Regions from separate parts of the Sus scrofa genome. Here region 2 is linked to region 1. Evidence: chromatin contacts called from public HiChIP or PLAC-seq data. All regions are on one chromosome and are shown on one strand. The core of a region is the stretch at or near the end of the contact, and the rest is flanking DNA. Distances in the headings are between cores, read along the strand shown.

What was found. HiChIP or PLAC-seq counts read pairs in DNA pulled down with a chosen protein or histone mark.
Region 2: an H3K27ac HiChIP or PLAC-seq map of alveolar macrophages shows a contact between it and region 1. The contact joins the enhancer-like site here to the promoter of WNK1 in region 1. A contact is called at or near these places in 1 of 5 promoter capture datasets (liver), 17 of 47 Hi-C or Micro-C datasets (blood, brain, embryonic fibroblasts and 10 more) and 2 of 2 datasets of contacts at active chromatin or transcription factors (alveolar macrophages and skeletal muscle).

The regions. Positions count from the first base shown.
Region 1 is chr5:67,997,563-68,002,693 of Sscrofa11.1, forward strand. WNK1 (serine/threonine-protein kinase WNK1) reads left to right here and starts at 3,230. Exons shown (of 29, transcript XM_013997884.2): 1 at 3,230-4,294. The coding sequence starts at 3,542.
Region 2 is chr5:67,894,528-67,899,199 of Sscrofa11.1, forward strand. It overlaps LOC102167892 (a long non-coding RNA gene), which reads left to right. Exons shown (of 5, transcript XR_002344143.1): 5 at 1-799. Among named protein-coding and RNA genes, the nearest start is that of WNK1, 100 kb to the right of the region's middle. Within about 2 kb of position 2,939, at least 14 of the 83 cell types and tissues checked have an H3K27ac peak or open chromatin away from gene starts, as enhancers often do. A contact at or near this core is called in alveolar macrophages, fetal skeletal muscle, omental adipose tissue and 2 more, where this site is marked.

The sequences.
Region 1 (5,131 bases), core at 1,980-4,479:
GAGAACATATAAACATAAAATATGAATGGATGTGGAACTTGAAACATGAATCAACCCGAGAAAATGAACAAGGACTAAAGTGAATAAAGAACATGGTGAGAGGATTTCCCGTCCTGGCGCAGTGGAAATGAATCCGACTAGGAACCATGAGGTTGCAGGTTTGATCCCAGGCCTCGCTCAGTGGGTTAAGGAGCCGGCGTTGCTATGAGCTGTGGTGTAGGTCACAGACACAGCTCGGATCTGGCGTGGCTGTGGCTGTGGCTGGCGCAATTGGACCCCTAGCCTAGGAACCTCCATGTGCCGTGGGTGAGGTCCTAAAAGAACCAAAAGGAAAAAAAAAAAAAAAAAAAGAACATGGTGAGAGAAAATAAAATACTTATATTCTTCTTATGGACCCACCAGCCAGGAAGTCAAATCTCTAAGCTTAGTGGATCCATTGTGCTCTGGGTTATTTCTGCTACCTCTAACTTGATGTTTTATATGGATTACAGAGAGGTCAATTCTTTACTTAATAATTGAAGTGACAGAGAAAGGAAAATAATTATTAGGGATGTAACAGTAATGAGTAATAGAAAATACCCTGTTGATTGAAAGATGGTAAGTATTAAAATGGGAGCTGAACAAATAAATTCTGTAGTAAAACATTCACATAAACAGTTTAATCTTTAAATCTAACCATTGTACACAACATGATTACACTCAAGAGTTTTACCTGTTTTCATAGTGCAACTAACATTACACAAGTAGGAAAAGCCATCACATGGGCAAGTGTGGTTTTAAGTCAACAGTTAATTCAATTATTTACAATGAAATTAGTTGTTCCTGGCTGAAATAACGTGTTGATAGGGCATGGTGGTTGTCAAGGGACTTGTGTCCAATGCAGTGTGGCCACAAGTTCAGGGCCCGGTAAGCAGACTAGGTAATAATAAAGGCTTTTAATGACCAGTCACACAGAAATGTCATTTTTTTTTTTTATGGTGCCAAACTTGAACATTGTGATTTACTGATCTCCTTTAACTCACCAATTTATAAACAGTGGTCTCATGTTTAAAGTAGACTATTTTCCCTAGTAAAGCAACAACTTCACGAGTTCTAAGAAGCTGCCTCAAGAAGTACCATACAAATCTACTTTAAAGTCATTTCTCCCCTTGCTTTGCATTAAGTTAAAGCCTGGAGACAAACCACTTAACACAAAGCTAACGAGTGAAGGGGATATTTTCTAAAACAGTGGAATGCTAACATGTTAAGACTCTAGTTGTCTCTACTGAATTCCTGTTTTAAAATGTTCATTATCTGCTACAGTTTCATGAAACCTAACAACCGCTGGTTTTCAAACTGTTCTGCGTACCTAGAAGTGTAATTTGATGAACTGAAATAAGTGTAACTATTTTACGTTATCAGAGGAACTGTAGAACAAAACTTCTCGAAGTGGAGCTCTTCCAGTAGGTCTGGGCATTTCCTAGGAAACTAGCGCTAACAAACCTTCGGTCGCGCTGCTTCCAACCGCCGCTTCCCCGGCCGGAGCGAGTCCCCAGCGGGCGCGGGGGCAGGAGCCGGAGCCTGAGCCTGAGCCAGAGTCGGATTCGAAGCGCGCGCACGTTTTGTGCGGTTGCACACGTTTAAGTGCTTCCAGCTCCTACCGTTGAGCTTAGACTTTCAACCGCCGTCTGGCCTCGCGTCTGGCTTCCTTCTCCGTCGGGTGCCCCCTGGTGCTCATCACCTGCACCATCTTGAATAACTGAGAGGAGTAAGGGGTCCGGCGAGTCCAAGGATTGCTTTCGAGAAAGCCGCAAGTCTGCAGATTTCCTCCACATCCAAAGCCGTGATATAGATTACATGTGTACATTCATGCACCTTTAGAGTAAAGAGGGATGCTGGTTTATTAAGCACCAAGCAAAAGACAGTTGGACATTTAAGTTTCGTCCAAGTCAATTCAGCTCTTTCAAGCTTGTGGTAAAAGACGCAAAGATCCGCAGACCTTGTCTTTTGAGTCCATTACCACCTCACCTTCCCCCCTTTCCACGTACAGTCTTTTTTTTTCTGGCAGAGTTCGCTTTGACGTTTGACTACACTGGGGCAGCCCAACACTGAGAGCCAGAGTGTGTGTCCTGGGCTGGAGCCGAGGATGCGGCCTTAAGTGCTATGGGAGGTAGGCGCACAATCATTCTCCCTGTCTCCTTCCTTGCCACGCACCCAATCAGTGTGATGCACAAAGTTTGTGGCCCAGGGAGGGGGTCCGGCTCCCCCTGCTCTCCACCACACCCGGGTCTCAGCACCGCCGCGGCTCCTCATTACACAGAAGCAGCCCATATTCCAGCCACGGCAACACCAAGAGCTCGCTCTCGCCTCAGCAGAGCATGATGGGAGCCTCTCCCCTCGTCCTGCCTCCCTTTCCTTTTCTTCTCCCTTCTCTCATTCCACAATTAATGCCTAAGTCATGATTTCCCTAGCTGGTGCCGACTGAGGGATGGGGCTTAGCGACCCACGGTGACGCTCCCACCCACCTTCCAGAAGGGGCGGTTTCAAAAGGAACTACAGTTCCCGTCGGGCATCAGGCTAAGTAACCGCAGGGCGACACGGGAGTCGTAGGCGCCTTCCTCCTCCGTCCCTTTCATTCCTCAACGCGTCAACTACAAGTCCCAAGGGGCCTCGGGACAGCACGCCTGCGCGAGAGCCCCGCCAGCGGGTGGGGGTGGGGCGCTCCGGGCGCTGGGGGGCGGGGCCGGAGCGGGCTGTGTGGAGGTTTTAGACTCCCGGCGCCATTTAGCGCGGAGTTTCCCTGGCGGACGCGGCTCTTCTCCTTCGGCCTCTCTGCACCGTCTCCGTGACAGAAGCTCCTGACGGGGTGACTGCCCTTCCTCCTCCCTGCCCTCCTCGGCCCGGAGGAGCAGCGGTTCGGGCCCTTCCCCACCGGCCCTCCCTCTATTAGCCCCCGGCCCCGGCCCGGAGGGGACGGGGTCCGCCGGGCCCGCGGCGGGCGGCGAGGCCCGGGGCCGGGGGCAGCTCCTCTGCTCCTCCGCGTCGCGCGTCTGCCCCTCGCGTCGGGCGATGGGTGGCCTGTGAGGCCGTCCAGGAGTTTGGCGGGGAGGAGGAGCGGCCGCCCGCCTGGCCGCGAGCCCCGGCGCGGCCTCCCCCGCCTCCGCGCCTGAGCGGCCGCCGTTCGGGGGTCCGCGCGCAGCTGCCGGCCTCAGGGCCCAACCCGCCCGGCCGGGCCACGGCGGCGGGGAGCCAGTGCCGCCCCCGCCTGGACTCGGTGCGGGCTCCCGCGCTGCACCCATGACTGCGCGCAGCTGCCGCTCCCGTCCGCTCGGCCGCCGCTTGCCGCACGATGGGTGCGGGCGGTGAGGCGCCAGCCCCCGTGCCTCCGCCCCGCCACCGCCCCCGAGCAGCCCGTTTCGACAGCCGCAGCGGCCTCCGCAGCCCGGCCCGCTGCCCCGCCTCCCGCTCGGACCGCCGAGTCAGTGCCGAGTGAGGGGCCGTCGGCCCACAGCGGCCCGCTTCTATCCAAATTAGAGCCGCCTGCCTCGCTCCCACTCCTACCATGTCTGGCGGCGGGGCCGATCAGCAGAGCAGCCCGCCGGGCTCCCTGTTCCTTTCGCCGCCAGCGCCTGCCCCCAAGAATGGCTCTAGCTCGGACTCCTCGGTGGGGGAGAAGCTGGGCGCCGCGGCAGCGGACGCCGGAGCCGGCAGGACGGAGGAGTACCGGCGTCGCCGCCACACCATGGACAAGGACAGCCGGGGGGCGGCCGCGACCACCACCACCGAGCACCGCTTCTTCCGCCGTAGCGTCATCTGCGACTCTAACGCCACGGCGTTGGAGCTGCCCGGCCTCCCCCTCCCACTGCCCCAGCCCGGCGCCGCCGCGGTGGCCCAGCAGAGGAGCCCCCCGGAGCCCCACCGCGAGGAGACTCTGACCCCCGCTGTCGCCCATGTGGCCCAGCAGCCGCCAGCCGCCGCCACCCCAGGGGAGCCGGCCGCCGCAGTCCCGGCCGCCGCCTCGGCCCCGGGCAGCGCCAGCCGAGACCGTCAGGTTGCCCAGCCCAGCCAAGCGGGGAGCAAAGAGGAGCCCCCGTCGGCGAGAAGCGGCAGCGGCGGCGGCAGCGCCAAGGAGCCGCAAGAGGAGCGGAGCCAGCAGCAGGATGACATCGAAGAGCTGGAGACCAAGGCAGTGGGCATGTCCAATGATGGCCGCTTTCTCAAGTTTGACATCGAAATTGGCAGGGGCTCCTTTAAGACGGTCTATAAAGGTCTGGACACCGAAACTACGGTGGAGGTCGCTTGGTGTGAACTGCAGGTATACACGAGCTACTTCTTTATTTTACGGTGGTTTGGATCCCAGATTTGGCTCAGTTCGACCAGTTTCTAGAGTTCACCCTTGGCATGTCTTTCTCTAACTGTTCGCTCCAAGTCGAGTGTGGTGGGAGGCCAACTTTTGAAAAGAGGTAGAAACCAGAATTTGGGGCTTGCACCTAGGTGTTTGGATAGAATAGGAGTTAGTGGCTGTAGCTAGTGCGATTTGCTTCTAGGGAAGGAGTGGTGAAAGGCATCCTGGTACAAATGTCTTGCTTACTCGTTATTGTTTTAGTGTCTGGCAGGAAACTTGAAGTTAGTGGGGAAGTTTTTGAGTTAGATTAAGCACAGCCTTCTTGCCTTCTACTCATCAGGAGGTCTGCAATGATGAGCTGCTGATGTGTTAGGCGCGTGTTTCCATCTGTGAGATCAGGCTGTGTTTTTAAGAAAGACCTTGTTCACGAATGACCTTCCTTTGGATGTATCTTAGTTCGTGGTCACACAGGAATCTAATAAACTATTAAAAGGTATTTCTTCTTTGGGTAAATAATTTGTGACTAGAAATGTACAATAAGTGTTTGATATTGTTCTACCTAATGATGCTTAAACCTTGTAGAAGCTAGCAGTGACCTGACATTGGTAATTAAATCTAAAGTATGCCTGCAGCCTATTCCCTATACTGTGAACAGTACAGGAGCCTGTGTAAATTGTATAATGTGTTTTGACAGTAGTAATGTTATTATCATTGTTTTAATCTTGTGAAAGGTTTTTAAGCCAAACTTTCCCAAGAATCCCAAGGAGTCACAAGGCTTCCTTTTTTAATCTCTAGGAGGTTTTCATG
Region 2 (4,672 bases), core at 1,689-4,188, 100 kb before region 1:
TCTTAACATTTTATTTGTTTATTTGTTTATTTATTTATTTTTCGGGTCTTTTTAGGGTCGCACCTGAGACATATGGAAGTTCCCAGGCTAGGGGTCAAATTGGAGCTGCAGCCACCACCCTACATCACAGCCACAGCAACGCCAGATCTAAGCTGCATCTGTGACCTACACCACAGCTCACAGCAGTGCAGGATCCTTAACCCACTGAGGACGCCAGGGATCAATCCCGAGTCCTCATGGATATTAGTTGGGTTCGTTACCTCTGAGCCGTGATGGGAACTCCAGGAGTATGATTTTTTTAAAAGGACTGATCCTGCCCTTGCAGAGGCTGCACCTAGTCTACTCTTTAAAGCCCAGCTCAACTGGGAAGCCCTCCCCAGCTCCACAGGAAAAATTAATCCCTCTTTCTCAGTCTTCCCAGAGCACTGGGTTTATCCACCGGGATAGTGTGTACTGTGGCACACAGCAGAGAGCTGCATGTGAGACTCAGCCACGGGCTGCATGCTCCTGGAACATGGGAAATGCCCCACATGACTTCTGTCCCTGCTTTAGGATCCACAGACAGGCAAGAGCAGGTCCTGTTGATGGGCAGAGAGGTGGCGTGGATGTAGGAAGTATGCGGGAGGACGGGGCTGAAACATGAGGACCAGTCCCCGGAGACGGGGTGTCAATCACAGGGGACTCTGCCCAGGGTGAGGGGCTACAGAGAGCTTTTGTAATGGGAAGGGCCAGAGGTGAGCTGATTAGAAAAAGCCGATGATGAGTCCTGGGGGCAGAAGACATATCAAGAAAGTGGAGGACTGGTTCAAGGAAATTTCTGGGCGTGGAAACCCAGAATCACGCTGTCTTCCCGAGTGGCTGCCTGGCCGAGGTAGAGACAAAGTCCTACAGACAGAACAGTTCTAGGAGCAAACTTGAACCTCTCTGGGAATTGAGGCCAGAGGAGGGAAACAGGAAACAGAGGCAGTGATGATGACCTGATTGTTGGGGTCAATTCTGTCACCCTGCATTGAGCATTGGGTGACCTACAAATTACCAAGCTCCCTCTGGTTAGTGCTTCAAGATGTCTTACAGCCTGCTGATTAATCACGGGTTGCACTGAAAAGGAATGTGTGTAGATTCAAGGGCCTGATCTCCGGAGGACCTGAGTCTGGATCCGTGGGTGGGGGCAGCACAGAGTTTCTGGTGTTGGCACGCCAGGGAATCATCTGTGTGCGTCCTCTCTTAGGGACAGTGAAAACATGCTCTGGTCCCAGGCAAATGACAATGACGGGGTTATAGTCACATCAGGAAACCCACCCCACCCCACCCCACCTCCAAAGAGGAGGGAGGCCAAGGTGCCGAGATCTGGGGCTTCTTGTCTGTGACACAGGCCTCGCTCCCAACCTCTGAATTAGAAGCAAGACTTCTCAATGGTGTAAGGAAATTGCATGGTGCCCTCCTCTCTCATACCTTTAAGATTTGTCCAAAAATCTTCCATACAGCAGCCTCTTCTGTGACCTAATTCTGGAAAGAAGAATCCCTAGTTATGCCAATACAGGATTAAAAATCCCTGGGTGTTTACCTTCCAAAACAGATGTGGCAAGTCTCTGGCGCTTGTGAAGCTAAACTTGCCTGTATTTTATTAAGGGTGTGGTCACTCCTGCTGTTGTCTTGGGTGCCCTGACCTAGGAGGGTGTTGTCGTGAAGCCTGGTACAGGCCTTCGTGGCTTCAGAAGTCGCTGGGGATGAGTGTGTCCCTGCCAGAGGATCCCCAGGCCTTGCTTCAATGAGAAGCAAGAATAGCTGAGAAGCCCTATGTAACACCTGCCTCTCCATCCTGTCACCTAGTGTCCTTCTGCCTCCAGACCTGTCTTCAAGACAGATGCTGAGGCCAGTGTCCCGCCAGAGTGCAGTCGCATCCCTCCTGCCTGGGTGTGTAATTGGGGGTGTCTGTGACGCTGTAGGGCTTCTCAGGATGAAAGGACTAGTCTGGCCCCTACACTTTTTCTCACGGGTCCCTGAGTCTCCAAGGAAGTGACCATAGGCAGAAGCTCACAGGTTGTCCCTGGGCCCCTGCCCCCCTGGCGTAGGCCTGTTTCCTGTCCCTTGCTCACTCCCCAGGATGTTCTGATTTCCTCACCTCAGCTCTCTGTTTAGCCGCAGAGGTTGGGCAACTACCATGGGGCACTGGGGCCCAGGCCCTGCTTCCTATAGGACCTGGCCTCTGCTTCACAAGTCTATGTGAAGCCACTGTTGTCCGGAGGCCTGGCCTTCTCCTGACTCCAATTACTCCTCTGGGTGTTGCTGGTCAAAGGTCTCCCTCACAAAGACCTCCCATGTGCAGGCAGTGCCGGGCTCTGGTTAGCGTGCAAGCTCTGGGGTCGCCCATCCTGGGTGTAAACCCTGGCTCTGCCACGGGCTAGCGACCTTGACCTTTCCCCAGGTGTGATGGAGGTCTTGCCTCACCTTTGAAAGAGTCGGCTTGTTTTCCTTAGCCGATTGCAGTGACTGTATGGTTTAACTTGGTCGTCAGTTCAAAGTCTTCCTTTCTGGAGGCTCAGTCCCCCGCGGTACATGGCACACCCCATGTGAATCAGAGACTAGGGGCGTGGAGGGGTTGCAGCCATGCTGCGGTCCCCCGGGGCATCATGAAGGACACCCAGAGCCCGAGTTGGGCTGGCTCACCCTGCTCAGCTCCGGGCAGGAGCTGCAGGATGAGGAGAGGAAGGGAAGGAGCTCTTTTTTCTTTCCACAACCTCTCCGGCTCCAATCCCTCCTTCTTCCTCCACCAGAACCGTCAGGAGAAGGAACAAAGCAGGCTGCAAATGCCCCAGTATCCTCTTCCATCGTGGCCTCCTCCACTTTCTGTGGTTCTTGGGCAGGAATAGAGTGAGTGGTTTGCACTGTCCCTTTGCAAACCACCTCCAGACTCTTGGTTCCACATGCTTGCGTGTTATTTGCGTATGACTTACACATTAGTGGGATTGCTCCGCGGACTTCTCTGTGGTAAAGTGAGCTCCTTAAAGGGCGTGTGCCTGCGCCTGGCTTCTGGCCCCGGTGTTTTCCATTTAGGATGTTGCTATTCTCAGCTCTGTCACTCTGTGTGGGTAAGTCAGGGAAACCCCACCATTTATCTGGTCTGTAAAATGGGAGTAATAATCCCTGTCCTCCACATGGGGTTGTCACGGGGATTTTAAATTGTGGAGTAGATGTAAGATCATCTCATAAACTGTAAAAGAGGTAAACAATTTAGATGGTCTTGTTATTAAGCCTATTCCGTGCTCCCAGAGTCTGATGGGGACGAAGCATTTTCCAGAGGTAACCAGGGGGAGGATCTGACTTACTGATTTGATGCCAGACTGAATAAGGCCCCTGTGTCCCCTCCCCCACCATGGCTTTCTAGGGTGCTGGACGGCAGGGACCTTGTTCTGTTGAGGGCCCATCCCAGTGCATGGAAACTCCTCACCAGACAATGCAGAGGCTCAGCGCTGACTGCACTGTGTTTGAAATCCTGTGGGAAGTCAGTGGCAGGGTGGGGGTTGCAGTGGGGGAAGTCTAGAGAAGGCTGTGCTATTTTAGGACTGTAGAACGTTACTGCAGGAAGGAATTTAGCCCTCAGTGGTGCCCAGCCCCTCTGTTTTACAGAGGAAGAAACTGAGGTTAAGAGAGGTATGTGTCTTAGGGTTCCCGTCATGGCTCAGTGGTTAACAAATCTGACTAGCATTCATGAGGTTGTGGGTTCGATCCCTGGCATTGCTCAGTGGGTTAAGGATCCTGCATTGCTGTGGCTGTGGCATAGGCCGGCAGCTGTAGCTCCTTTTAGACCCCTAGCCTGGGAACCTCCATATGCTGCAGATGCGCCCTAAAAAGCAAAAAAAAAAAAGAAAGAAAAAAGAAAGAAAGGTGTGTGTCTCGCTCAGGACCCCTAGCAGCCTTCGCTTAGCAGTCTGGGCTGACCCAGTGATGGTCAGTGGGATAGCACCATGGCCCGAGGGCCCGCTCGGTCACAGTGCCAGAGCACTGGGCTCTGGGGAGACAGTGGGGTGTTGCATCTGGAGCTGAACTGCCTCTTAGCCCAGACATTCCGCCTCCATCTGCAGGGAAACAGGCTCTCAGCCTCCCAGGGCAGCACAAGGCAGACACACTTGGTTCACAAGTGCCCTTGAGAAGGTGACGAGAGTGGGGAGCACGCCATCCTCGTCTCCTGCCTCTGAGCCCTGTCCTCCCCCCCAACCCCAGCTGCCAAGTGCTTGGAGGGCCTGCTCAGGAGCAGGAAGACAGGTCTCAAGGCAGAGCCATGTGGGCCCCACAGACAAAGGAGCCTTGGAAAGGTCAGATTTATTTCTGACAAGGGGGCAAAAACCCATCCCTGAACTTTCATGAGCCTCACAGGATGGTTAGGGAGTGGGCAGCCAGCAGAGAGGGCAGTAACCAGAAGGACATTTCATGACCTTTGTTCTCAGGACCATTAGCTTTAATTCAGCAAGTTCTTGTTAGCAGGCGATGATGTGTCCAGCCCTGAGCCAGGCGCTTAGGGTGGAGGAGACAGAATATGTCCAAGACTTGCTTTCCAGGAGCTCTCTGGGGGTGTAAGACTCTCAGGTGTGAGTCGGAAGAGACAAAAGGCAGAAGCTGCATTTAAGGTCAAAGAGAAGATGCTTCAGAGGAATCGCAAAAATCAGTGTCTGAA